Linked DNA regions of Rattus norvegicus: region 1 is linked to region 2. A link is a contact called in public Hi-C data. All regions are on one chromosome and are shown on one strand. The core of a region is the stretch at or near the end of the contact, and the rest is flanking DNA. Distances in the headings are between cores, read along the strand shown.

Region 1 (5,934 bases), core at 1,349-3,848, 79 kb before region 2:
TGGTTACGTCTCTCTCAATTGTTCTGAGCGCATCACACCCGACACCCATCACACTTAAACCCTGACCCCAAGAACTGTGACATAGGTTTTTGGTGACTGTCCCTTGTCTAAGGTGGAGACGGATTTAAGAAGCAAATACAAGTGGCTACCCACGGGTCAGTGTAAGCTGCCGCTTGCCATGGTCAACATTCTGAAAGAATTTGGGAAGACGGTCAACTTCGAGAGTCTCAAAATTAAATTGACTCCATGTTTAAAAATACATACATAAAATTACACTATCGGGATCATTTCCTAACTTATTCCGGTCTAGCCTCATTAATTCATTAACTCAGAAAGAAATGTTAACTAGGTATTACAGAACATCGAGCCCCTATGAGGTGTGTTATATAGTCTTTTACAAATAAGTATCAAAACAAAGCAAGTCCAGACGTCTGGGTCTAAAATCCTAGCTAGCAGCTTCTCAATGCTATCACACGCAAGACCACCCTTTCCAACAGTATGAGGCGACGGACACACATGCATGTCTGCTATTAGGGAATAAGCCTACAGGCACAGGCTGCTTCCCTGACTGTACTCCGAGCCGTATAATGGTGCCGTCTGCGCAACTCTGATAATGCATGCGGGTTTCATACAACGTCTGTCAAAGGCAGCAACACTGGGGATTCTGCCTTACCACAGGCGCTCCTTCACTGCTCCTCTGAAAAGCAGTGCTGGCTCCATGGGTGCTGTCTAATAAATCAGCTTCACAATTCCAAGTGTTTTCAGATGTACAAAATGATTATGTTCAGAAAGACTCATTTTTTTCTTTTTTTCACAGACAGCCAATAAAAGGCTGAGCAGAGCCTGTGCTAAGAAACTTCTAGGGTTTGATAATGTGTGCTGAACAATCTCCCTGACGGCCCCTTTTTCATTTCTAACCCTAGACATTTGGAGATGACTGCATGGACTTGGAAATGAAGCAGATTCGGTCACTAATTTTAACCTGACCACTGATTACCTCAGGGGCAGAAGGAGTAAGGGCCTGAATGCTGCAATCACGTTATGCGTCTACAGTAATTCAAAAGTACAAAGTTAAAAATATTCTTCTAATATCCTTTACTCTTGCAAAACGGTGACTTCCAGTCCTCGCTGTGGCAAAAGACACTTTTAAAGCAGATACACATATTTGAAAGAAATACCCCCTTCCCTCTGCCATTCCTTCCGCATCATGGGACGTACCTGCTTTGCCAATCTGAACAGCCAGCTTCGTAAGTTTCCCTTGTAACACAGACTTTTCCTTCTTTGGCAGATTTGCTTTCTTCTTGTCTTTCTCATCACCATCTCCCCCTTCTTCACTCTTCAGAGGCTGCATCTCCATGGCCGCGCCGTCTTGGGCTTTTGCTAAGTTCAGAGCAAACACAATTTTGTTGTATTTTAAAGGCACGGTAAACATTTTGAAACTCTTTGTCTTCTTTCCTTTCTTTCTTTCTCTCTTTCTCTCTTTCTTCCTTCCTTTCTTTCTTTCTTTCTTTTTTTTAATAACAAAAACAGTTTCTGATAGAAAAAGGGCTGAACTATAACATTCAACTGTGTGTGCGCACGGGTGCGTGTACTGGGGGTGACCACACAGGGGGAATAAGACAGCAGTGAGATTCGCCTGCGGTACTGCTCCAGATTTAAGGATGTCCCGTTCAGAGACAGGAATGAAGCATCCACCGTCCTTAAACTAAGAACTAAAAGTACTAAATTTCTTTCTTTTCATGTGATGTTAGGTATGAAGTTATTTCTATAAAGACTACAGATCCGTCTCATGTAATTTATGATCAAAGGCAGATTATACATGATTATGCATAGAAAAACATGCGAATGTTTACAGACTTTTAAACGCAACTTATACTATACAGAATTTTTTCTTCCAACTATTTCCCTTCAGGGATGTTAACGCACTTTGAAACACTTATGTGGAATGCTACCTGAGCATGGAACACAGATCATAATTAACACCCTCGTACGATGGCAGAGACAGCGTGACTACAGCACTGGCCAGAGAGGTTAATCCAAGTTAACACGGTTTACATTCCGGTCACATGCACCCTAATTTTGGATAAATATAGCACACAGCAGATCTATTTTTGGAGGTAAAGAAACAAGCTAACTGTACTTTTTATCTTCCCGAATTTACCTTTGTTGCGATTTTCAATTGCTCCATCTTGTTTCTTATCTGTGGGAACAAAACGGGGATTAAAGCTTTCCAAAAGAAATGGATACGGCCTCGCTAAATTATGCAGAGGTGGTTCACGTTGCTCTTAGAGAATTGCGACACAACGGTGTACAGGTATACACATAGGAAACAGCAGCTTACTGACCCTGTCAATCACTTCCTAGGTCTTACCATGGGAGAATACTCCAAAATAGCTTAGGGTATTGCATACCGTATTTCTGCATAAGGCCTTATTCTTTTATAAGTTATAATAAGCCCGAATATGGTACAAGCGACCGTCAAGCTAAATACAGACATAACCCTGAGAAAGCAGAAAAAGAGAGGATGGAGGGAGGGAGGAGAGGCTATAAAAAGAAAACAGGCATACAGGAGCACTCCGGAGGGAGTGGGGATGAAGAGTGTAGAAACAAGGAGGCAAGCGAGTAGAGCAGGAGCACTAACGAACGGGATGATGAGTGGTCAAAGTGACGCCCTAAATCAAATGCACGGGGCACAGAAAGATTACATGTCTGAGGCAGTAATCAAGGAGGGGCCGGCTCCACTGTTCGGAACAAGCCAACAAGCCTATTTCCTTCCAGCTTCTCTATCGAGAAGAGCATCTTCAGGCTGGGAAACCTGGAACAAACGTGGGCAGGAAAGAACAGAAGCTTGGGAAAGATGAGGCGATAGTAAAAGAATACCTGGCTCCTCTCGGGGAGCTCAGGTTTGGAGACCAGAAAAGCACATTCCAGGCTGGCACGCAAATGGACAGGCTATTGAGACAGGTTAGCCCGTGTCTGATCAGAAGCCAAAGTAGGCAAGACACGAGAAGGGCTGGATATGAGGAGGAGGAAGAAGTGAAAAACACGAAAGGCTGGACAACGGTTTTGATGGTAATTCTCAGGGCTACTCCAGGCTGGACTGATAGACGGTTGGGTAAGACCTTAGGGATCAGTGCTTATGGGGAACAGTGACTGTAGGTCAGTAAGAGCAGTCAGCAGCACACTTCTTGCTTTCACGGGGTTCACTGATGTAAGACTCCTATGTATTAGGACAGAGAGCAGAGAGGGTTTGATCAGGTACTTGCTATATAACCTCCATGAGGTTCACTCTCCTAACAGTAAGAATGAAGGTAGATGACGATAGAGTGTGCAAAGCGACCATGACCGCCATGTTTCAAGAAGCCTATGGTGGCTTATCAAGGGCTGCCTGGAGTACTGAAGGGAGGATTCTAGAGTACTGGATGAGCCGCCTTCCATGTCAGCCACAACTTTCTATCTGCCAACCCCTAGTGTTAGGAAATGGACCACAAGACGGAGCATGCCAGTGAGTTCTCTACCACTGAGCTACACTCTCAAGACAAAGACAATTTCAAATGCATTTTATTTGAAATAAAAATGTTTTATGGAAAGATAATGCACAAAGAACAAACGATCCGCCCAACCTTTTTTATTTGTTTTCAACATAGGTTTCTATGTAGCCCTGGCTATCCTGTAACCCACCTAGGCTGGCCTTGCACTCACAGAGATCCTTCTTGCCTCTGCTTCCTACCAACTCTGCTGCAAGCCAGGTGCTATGCCTGCATACCAGTACTCTGAAGCAGCACGACTGCCTCAAGCTCAAGCCAGCCTGGGCTACACACTGAATTCAAGACTAGCCTGAGGTAGAATGTGAGACCCTGCCTTAAAAACAGTCATAGTGGCTAAGATGAAAAACTCCAGTGACAGCAGATGCTGGCGAGGATGCGGAGAAAGAGGACCACTCCTCCATTGTTGGTGGGATTGCAGACTGGTACAACCATTCTGGAAATCAGTCTGGAGGTTCCTCAGAAAATTGGACATTGAACTGCCTGAGGATCCAGCTATACCTCTCTTGGGCATATACCCAAAAGATGCCCCAACATATAAAAAAGACACATGCTCCACTATGTTCATCGCAGCCTTATTTATAATAGCCAGAAGCTGGAAAGAACCCAGATGCCCTTCAACAGAGGAATGGATACAGAAAATGTGGTACATCTACACAATGGAATATTACTCAGCTATCAAAAGCAATGACTTCATGGAATTCATAGGCAAATGGATGGAACTAGAAAATGACATTCTGAGTGAGGTAACCCAATCACAAAAAAACCACAAATGGTATGCACTCGCTGATAAGTGCATATTAACCCAGAAGCTCGAATTACGCAATATACATCCACAGACCACATGAAGCTCAACAAGAAGGACGACCAAAGTGGATGCTTCAGTCCTTCTTAAAAGAGGGAACAAAAAATATTCATAGGAGGGGATACAGAGACAAAGTTTGGGGCAGAAACTGAAGGAAAGGCCATCCAGAGACTACCCCACCTGGGCATCCAGCCCATATACATCAGCCACCAAACCCAGACAATATTGCTGATGCCAAGAAGTGTATGCTGACAGGAGCCTGATATAGCTGTCTCCTGAGAGGCTCTGCCAGAGCATGACAAATACAGAGGCGAATGCTAGCAGCCAAACACTGAACTCAGAATAGGGTCCCTATTGGAGGAATTAGAGAAAGGATTGAAGGAGCTGAAGGGGTTTGCAACTCCATAAGAACAACAATACCAACCAACTAGAGCTCCCAGGGACTAAACCACCATCCCAAGAGTACACATGGACAGACCCATGGCTCCAGCTTCATATGTAGCAGAGGATGGCCTTGTTGGGCATCAATGGGAAGAGAAGCCCTTGGTCCTGCCAAGGCTGGACCCCCATTGTAAGGGAATGTCAGGGTGGGGAGGCAGGAAGGGGGGGTAGATGTGGGTGGGGAACACCCTCATAAAAGAAAGGGGAGGTGAGGTTGGGGATTTAGCTCAGTGGTAGAGCGCTTGCCTAGCAAGCACAAGGCCCTGGGTTCGGTCCCCAGCTCCGGAAAAAAGAAAAAAGAAAAAAGAAAAAAGAAAAGAAAAAAAAAAGAAGAAAGGGGAGGAAGGATGGGATGGCGGTTTATGGATGGGAAACCGGGAAAGGGGGTAACATTTGACATGTAAATAAAAAAATCCAACAAAAAATATGAAAAAAAGAACCCCAAATCAAACACACGAAAAACAGTCTAAGTAAACATGCACCTCTACTGTGGGATTGACTCACGGGTCTATGCCCAGCATCATAAATCACAACAATCCTCCCCCTCTAAAAACAAACAAACAGCCCAACAAAACAAAAACAACGATGGACTTATGGCAAAAGTTTCAGCCAGGCACTTAATTTAGATCTTAAAACACTCTCATGAGAAAACAAAACAAAATATAGGCTTACACCCTGAAGGAAAATAAGTAAGTCCAAATGGTTACAGGACAGCAAACTGCTATCAAGGCAAAGGAGAAAGGGACCTGACAGGGGCCTCTGAGCGAGATGGACAATGTAGAGGATAGCGTACATGGTGCTGGAGGACCCTCCACAGTGGCATAACCAGAACTTACGTTCTGGGGTGTCTCTCTGTGTACGTCAGTTTGCTCTAAGATCTTGGTGGATAAACGATATGCCACCAAAGTCTGAATCACTTGCAGGGGGTGGTGGGAACAGTCAAAGGCAAGATGTGGACTTGTAACCACGGGGTCTACATGACGAGGCAAGCATGGCTGCAGACCGCGTGCACACACTTCAGCACGGACGTGCACAGTGGAGCCCATGAAAGGACAAAGTGTGAAGACTGAACACCCAGAGAGAGTGAGATGCAGCTCTGGCTGAAACGGAGGAGCAAGACACAAGCAGGAAGCCAGAGCTCGA
Region 2 (5,721 bases), core at 2,803-5,302:
CTTTCAGGAGACACAGAAACTTAAGTTTTAAGTCTCAGCTTCCTGTTTTTCATATTAATCACAAAAATTCTCTAAAAGATGAAAATATCAGCTCAAACCCCATATCCATAAAATACAAGGAAAATTGTCAAATTTCATTGACCTTCAATATTAGAAAAAGTTTTACTGAGTGACAAATCCTTTTAAAACTCATTTGACATAAAAGATTGTTTTGTTTAAAACAAACTGTAAGATGTTTGCCCAAGGAAATCAGTCAAGTGAATCCCCAAATAATGGATTTTATCAAAATACATTTAACAATGTATTAATTATCCTGCATGCATCAATTTAATGGCTTCAAATGTCCTTTAACCTACGGCAATTTCCATGGCTCTAAGGAGGCCTTGTAGCAGTGAAGACATAAATAATCTATCATCTCAAACGGATTTTTTGTTTAATTATAGCTTAATACTTATCTACAGTTCAGCATCTAGTGCTCCACAGTAGTCAGAAGAACTCAAATGTTGAATTAAAATTTAAATGCAGATAGAACAGTAATAATAGCTTGTGGTCTGTAATTAAAACCCGTATTAGGTAACATCTATGTTAATTTACCCATTACTTAAAAGATACATCTTTTTTTTTCTTTTGTGTTTTATGGACGACAATAAGGAATTACCCTCTGCCTAAAGAGATAGTGTACCTTCAAATCTGGATGTGAGAAGAGGGAGGGCTGAGGGCGATGCAGAGAGAGCGGGGGAATCTCATCAGATTAGCTGTCGCTACAGCATCTCTTTCCTCCAAGCCTGAAAAATCCCATTTATTTTTAATATGAGATGCATCTGAGAGGAACCATGTGCAGCAACCACATTTTCCAACATGGTTTCGATTGAACTCTGAATATAAGTACTCCTGCTCAAAGTGCTCACTCGTGATTATCTTAAAGCAAGTAATTATAAGCCCTCGGTGAGACCACGATAGGCAGGTAAATGGAAGACAGCTAATGAAAAACAATTACTATATTGTATTCGGGACAGAAAAATAATTTTACTAAATTTTCAGTGTTTACTGTAGTGTTCATAGCTCGGGGAAAAAAAAAGGCTAAGGAGTACCATGCTGGTAGGCACTGGAATTTGCTAGAATGGCTAAACAACGTTGACAACACTGCCGCATTACCTTCCTCCCTCAGTCGGTGCAGACCATCAATATCCTCTTATTATATTATCAACACAGTCAAAATTAGTTCCTCACCTCCTCTCAGAATGGTATGCAAGGTCTCAAGATCCAACTAAAAACAAAACACCATAGTTTCCCACACAGTTGCTGAAATTCCTCTCAAGATGGAGAAATTATAGAATACTGAAAAATGAAGACGAATTCCCCCTTACATCCAAAGGGGCACCGGTGAGGACAACTGCCACATGAAGGCGTACTCTTAATTTTCATCATTTGATGGGGTGGGTGTGGAGGGGGGGGGGATAACAAAATTTTAGATCAAAGGTGGCGCTCTGTCCTCAGCTCACCCGATTGTGACTCACTTTTGCAGACTATATGGTAGGAAATAACAGTTACTTTTCAAAGATCTTTGCAGTTACGCCCAAGCCAAAATCAGGACAGAGATCCACCCTTTATGACAGCAATTTAACTGTCTTATCCGAAGCAAGGTAGAAACGGAAACATCTCCCTGAAAACTGGGCTTAAATGGCCCATTTCATACACCAGCTTTCAAAAGCCTCCAACAAGAAAAAAAAATATCTCTATTTACTTCAAATTCGAACTGACCAGGAAGGGGAAAAAGGGAGGGGGTGATAAATGAAACATAGAAGCACAAAAGGCAGATTCTCCCCCTTCCAATCCCTCTTTAATTCCCCCCAATCCACCTCTGCCACACACAAGGACAGGGAGTCTCCCTAGGGAAAGCTGGTGGCAGGGCAAGTGAAGGCTCTCCATTCACTCACATGGGCCACTAGCCAAAGGGATGCCCTATGAGCGCTTTAAACAAACCAGGCCCTTACAAGTACTTATTATTATAAAATACACCTACGCTGTGCAAGAACCTTATTTTAAAGTAAGACTGTCCTCAGGTGGGGGAGGTGAAACACAACAAAGCCTTCCATGTTGAAAGGCAGACAGTCCAGACATGCATATACCTACACACGTATGAAAAAATCCATATAACTAATTTATCAGGAACAGCAATCGATACCAACAGGAGTCATTAGGTTATTAATAAACCCAGAAAAGTAGCATGCATAGCAGCCTAAGGTGGCTGTCTGCAGCGCTCTAACCCCCGGAAGGGTAAAAACCAGCCTACCGAGGAGGTTCGCGTCCTTAGCAAGGTCCTGCAGACCCCTTTACCCATGCAGACCAGCTCCAGCTTCCCCTTGGGGTCTTAACAACCGCAACGGCAAAAGCACTCCCAATGCTAGAGTCCCGCAGTAAACTGGTGAATGAAATGCGCACAGAGACCAACCAACCTGGGCAGAGACTGAGGCGCAGACCCAGGGGTCGCTAACTAGCTAAGCCACAAAATTCTCCCGCAAGATGAAATAGAGAAGAAACCCCAGCCCCCCCCCCGCCCTCCCACCCCCTCCCCGCAATAGGAATGCCACCCTCTTTCTTACTGACCCTTTCTGAGGACCCGAGGACAGAGCAGATTTTATTTTCATTTAAACTAAGTATATAAACATGAATCGGAAACAACCGTGAACATCCTGAGGAGCTAGACTCAAGACCTGAAGAGAGCGTCCAGGCGGCTCTCCAACTCCCCGGGAGTCACCGTCCTGTCTGACACGCATCTATCACACCACCCTCTCCGGGGGACCGACGACGAACCTTCACCTTGCACCGGCAGTACCTCCTGGGGGCCCAAGCCAGGGATTAAATGGGTGACCCTCCCGGGGCGCGGGGAGAAGGAGTGCCCGGCACCGCTGCCCTCAAGGTCACCACATGCCGGGGTGGGGGCGACCAGTGTTCGGATGGGCTGTGGCGGCAGCAGAGGCAGCCCCGCGAAGTCGGAGAGCGCCCGGGTGTAGACGAGAAGCCACTGGGACGGAGACTCCAAGCTGGACCCGGCGCCGAGGCGCGCGGCGAGGAAGCCTTCTCACCTTTACGGTCTCCTAGCAGGAGCGAACCCCGGCGGCGCCGCCAACTTCGCGGGGACCGGCCACGCTCCACCCCGCGCCCAGCTGTCAGGACCCCCGCCGCGCCCTGCGCGCCCCACCCGGCCTCCCCCGCAGGTGGCCGCCCCCGCCGCGGGCAGCCACCGGCCGCCACTCACCTCGCCCGCAGCGGGAACCATTTTTCCGAGAGAAGAATCAAGGAAGGATAGGCGGGTGGGTCCGGGGGTGGCGGCGAGGGGTCGCGGGACGTACCCGCAGCCGGCTCGCAGGGATCGGGGCGCCACGCGGAGGTGCGACTGCACCTCTGGAAGGAGGCGGCGGTGGAGCCCAGAGACTCGGCGTCCACCAGCCGGGGCTCCCTACTCACGCTGCACCGCGAGGAGGCGGCGGCGGTGGAGGAGGAGGCGGCGCCCGGCCGGCCCCCGCCCAGAGCCCGGCGGCCGCCGAGTGGCCGCTCGCGTCCCCGCAGGACCCGCCTCCTCCGCTCCGCAAAGCCGCGCTCAGGGCGCGCCGCGCTCAGCACAGCAGCTCAACCGGCCCCGCGCCGTCGTCCGCAGCAGCAGCAGCAGCGGCGGGCGGGGTGCAACCCGGGGCGGGGTCCGGCAGACACCGGTTCGCAGACGGCGGAGCTCAAGGGGCTACGGCCAGCTCCGGGCAGGGGCCCGTATGCACCGGGTGACCCGCGGGGCCGCCCGAGCAGGCAAGGGGGAGTAGGGCGCTCACCCGTTCCGGTCCGACGCTCCCTTCTTCTCCACACCTCCACGCCTCCCGCTCCACGCTGGCAGCGCAGCTGCTCCCGCTGCCTCTGCCACCGCTGCCGATGCTCGCGCGGCCGCCGCTGCCGCCTTGGCTGGGCGCGGTCACGTGACGCGGCCCGCGGGGAGCCTGAGGGCGGGCGGGCGCGCGCGCGCGCACGAGCGGAGGTAGCGCGGCTCGGACCGGGACTGGCGCTTCCCGGAGAGGGCGTTTAAGGGGAGGATCCGGTGAGCGCGTCTCCGCCTGGAGAGCGCGCGCCCGGGGCGGGGGGAAACCAGAACTTGCAGCGCGCGGTGCGGAAAGGGTGGCCTGGAGTGCCGGGCGGGCGACTCGCGCCTCCGCGCGCCCCTCCCTCTCTTCCTTCCCTGCTCCCCGGGCTCCCGGCTACCCCCGCCCCCTCCTGCGCTCTTTTCTCCCCCTTCCCCTCCTGCGGCGGCTTCCGATTGGCCGTCGGGCTCTGACGTCTGTGTTTCCATGACGTGTCGGACCGGGGAGGGCCGCGGGAGGGGGCGGCGGGGGAGGAGGGGGCGGCGACTCCGTCAGTCACCGCCGGTGCCGGGGCGCGCGGCCGGGCGGCTCCTGCAACGTGAGGAGGCAGGAGAGCAGCGACTGCCGCAGCCGTGGGACGCCCTTCACCTGGGGTCCCGCTCGAGTCGCCCCCGGGTGGAGACGAAACCGGGTTACCGGACAGTAGAGCGGCTCGGCGCCCACTCCCTAGCGGACCTGTCTCTTGTCCCGGACAGTGACGCACTCGCCCGACAGCCAAAGTGCCTACCCCTTTGGGAAGAGAGCCCACTCGCCCTGTAGGCGCGCTGGCCCGGCCACAGACACCGGGGATCCCCGCTGCAGCGCCCAAACGGTGTCCTCTAGCCGGTGCAAACAGGCCTCGCACCGCGCTTGAAGTCCTCGTGTTTCTCTTTTGGGTTTGCTGCCCTTTTTTACCCCCCAACCTGTGGCCAGCTAGTGGGTCTTTAATTCATAATACTTAAACGCTACCATCTTTCCCGTGGAGCAAAGAAACGAAAGCGGGGGGGGGGCGGGGGGGGGAGGATGCAGAGTACCGTGCAGTATTTAGATGGTACAAGATAGCCGATTCTGGTCCGACCTCTTGAACGTGTTGCAGTTCAAAAGAAAACCGCTCCTCATTGCATCTACTTTAAAAGGGGATCTTCTTGACTGTATCCACACATTTAAAGATGTGTATATCCTGCCCCATCCTTCTATAATCTCTGCTTGAACTAAAGGTCCCCCTCTCTGAACAATTTAGACCTTTATGTGTGTTATTTTCAGTATCACTTAGCTCGAGAAACCAAAAAAAAAAAAAAAAGTGTTCCGTAGTGTGTTGTTTTTTTTTTTTTTTCAACCCTGAAATGAAAGAATTGGTAGTTTCATAGCCCTCTCAAAAGCACACGGGTAAGGCAAGAACTGCATTATATATGTTCCCTGCCTGGTAGCATCTGTTTTAAAATAAAGGCTTGAAAAGAAAATACTTGAGTTTAAAAGCAAATTTTCCATGATAAAACTGCTGAAAATAATTTTTCCATTTTTATCTTCCTCCAGGGTAGACATTACCAACCTCTGAGCTGTGCCCTTGACGTGTAAAATTGGCACTGGGTATTTTCTCTCTCTGTTTATCACAGAGAATTGGTTGATGTGGTACAATAAATAGCCCTTCCTGATACTCTTTCAAATCTACAATTAGGAAACCAAATTAATTAAATTTCACTTAGGTAATTTCCAGTATTTTCTCGCCCTGAAGTCTCTTTTCAGAATAACTCATTCCCAGCCTTCCTCCGAGGAAGTCCCCATAGAAAATTGAATTATGCATTCTATTTTAATCAACAAGTTGACATTAAAGTATTGA

The links. A called contact is a pair of places that touch in the nucleus more often than the background predicts.
Region 1: a Hi-C map of Schwann cells shows a contact between it and region 2, with 2.4 times the contacts expected there. The contact joins the enhancer-like site here to the promoter of Atp2b1 in region 2. A contact is called at or near these places in 2 of 12 Hi-C or Micro-C datasets (Schwann cells and frontal cortex).

What each region holds. Positions count from the first base shown.
Region 1 is chr7:35,698,440-35,704,373 of GRCr8, reverse strand. It overlaps Atp2b1 (ATPase plasma membrane Ca2+ transporting 1), which reads right to left. Exons shown (of 21, transcript NM_001399339.1): 7 at 2,162-2,200; 8 at 1,219-1,380. Among named protein-coding and RNA genes, the nearest start is that of Atp2b1, 79 kb to the right of the region's middle. Within about 2 kb of position 2,598, at least 2 of the 93 cell types and tissues checked have an H3K27ac peak or open chromatin away from gene starts, as enhancers often do.
Region 2 is chr7:35,620,792-35,626,512 of GRCr8, reverse strand. It overlaps Atp2b1 (ATPase plasma membrane Ca2+ transporting 1), which reads right to left and starts at 4,052. Exons shown (of 21, transcript NM_001399339.1): 1 at 3,825-4,052.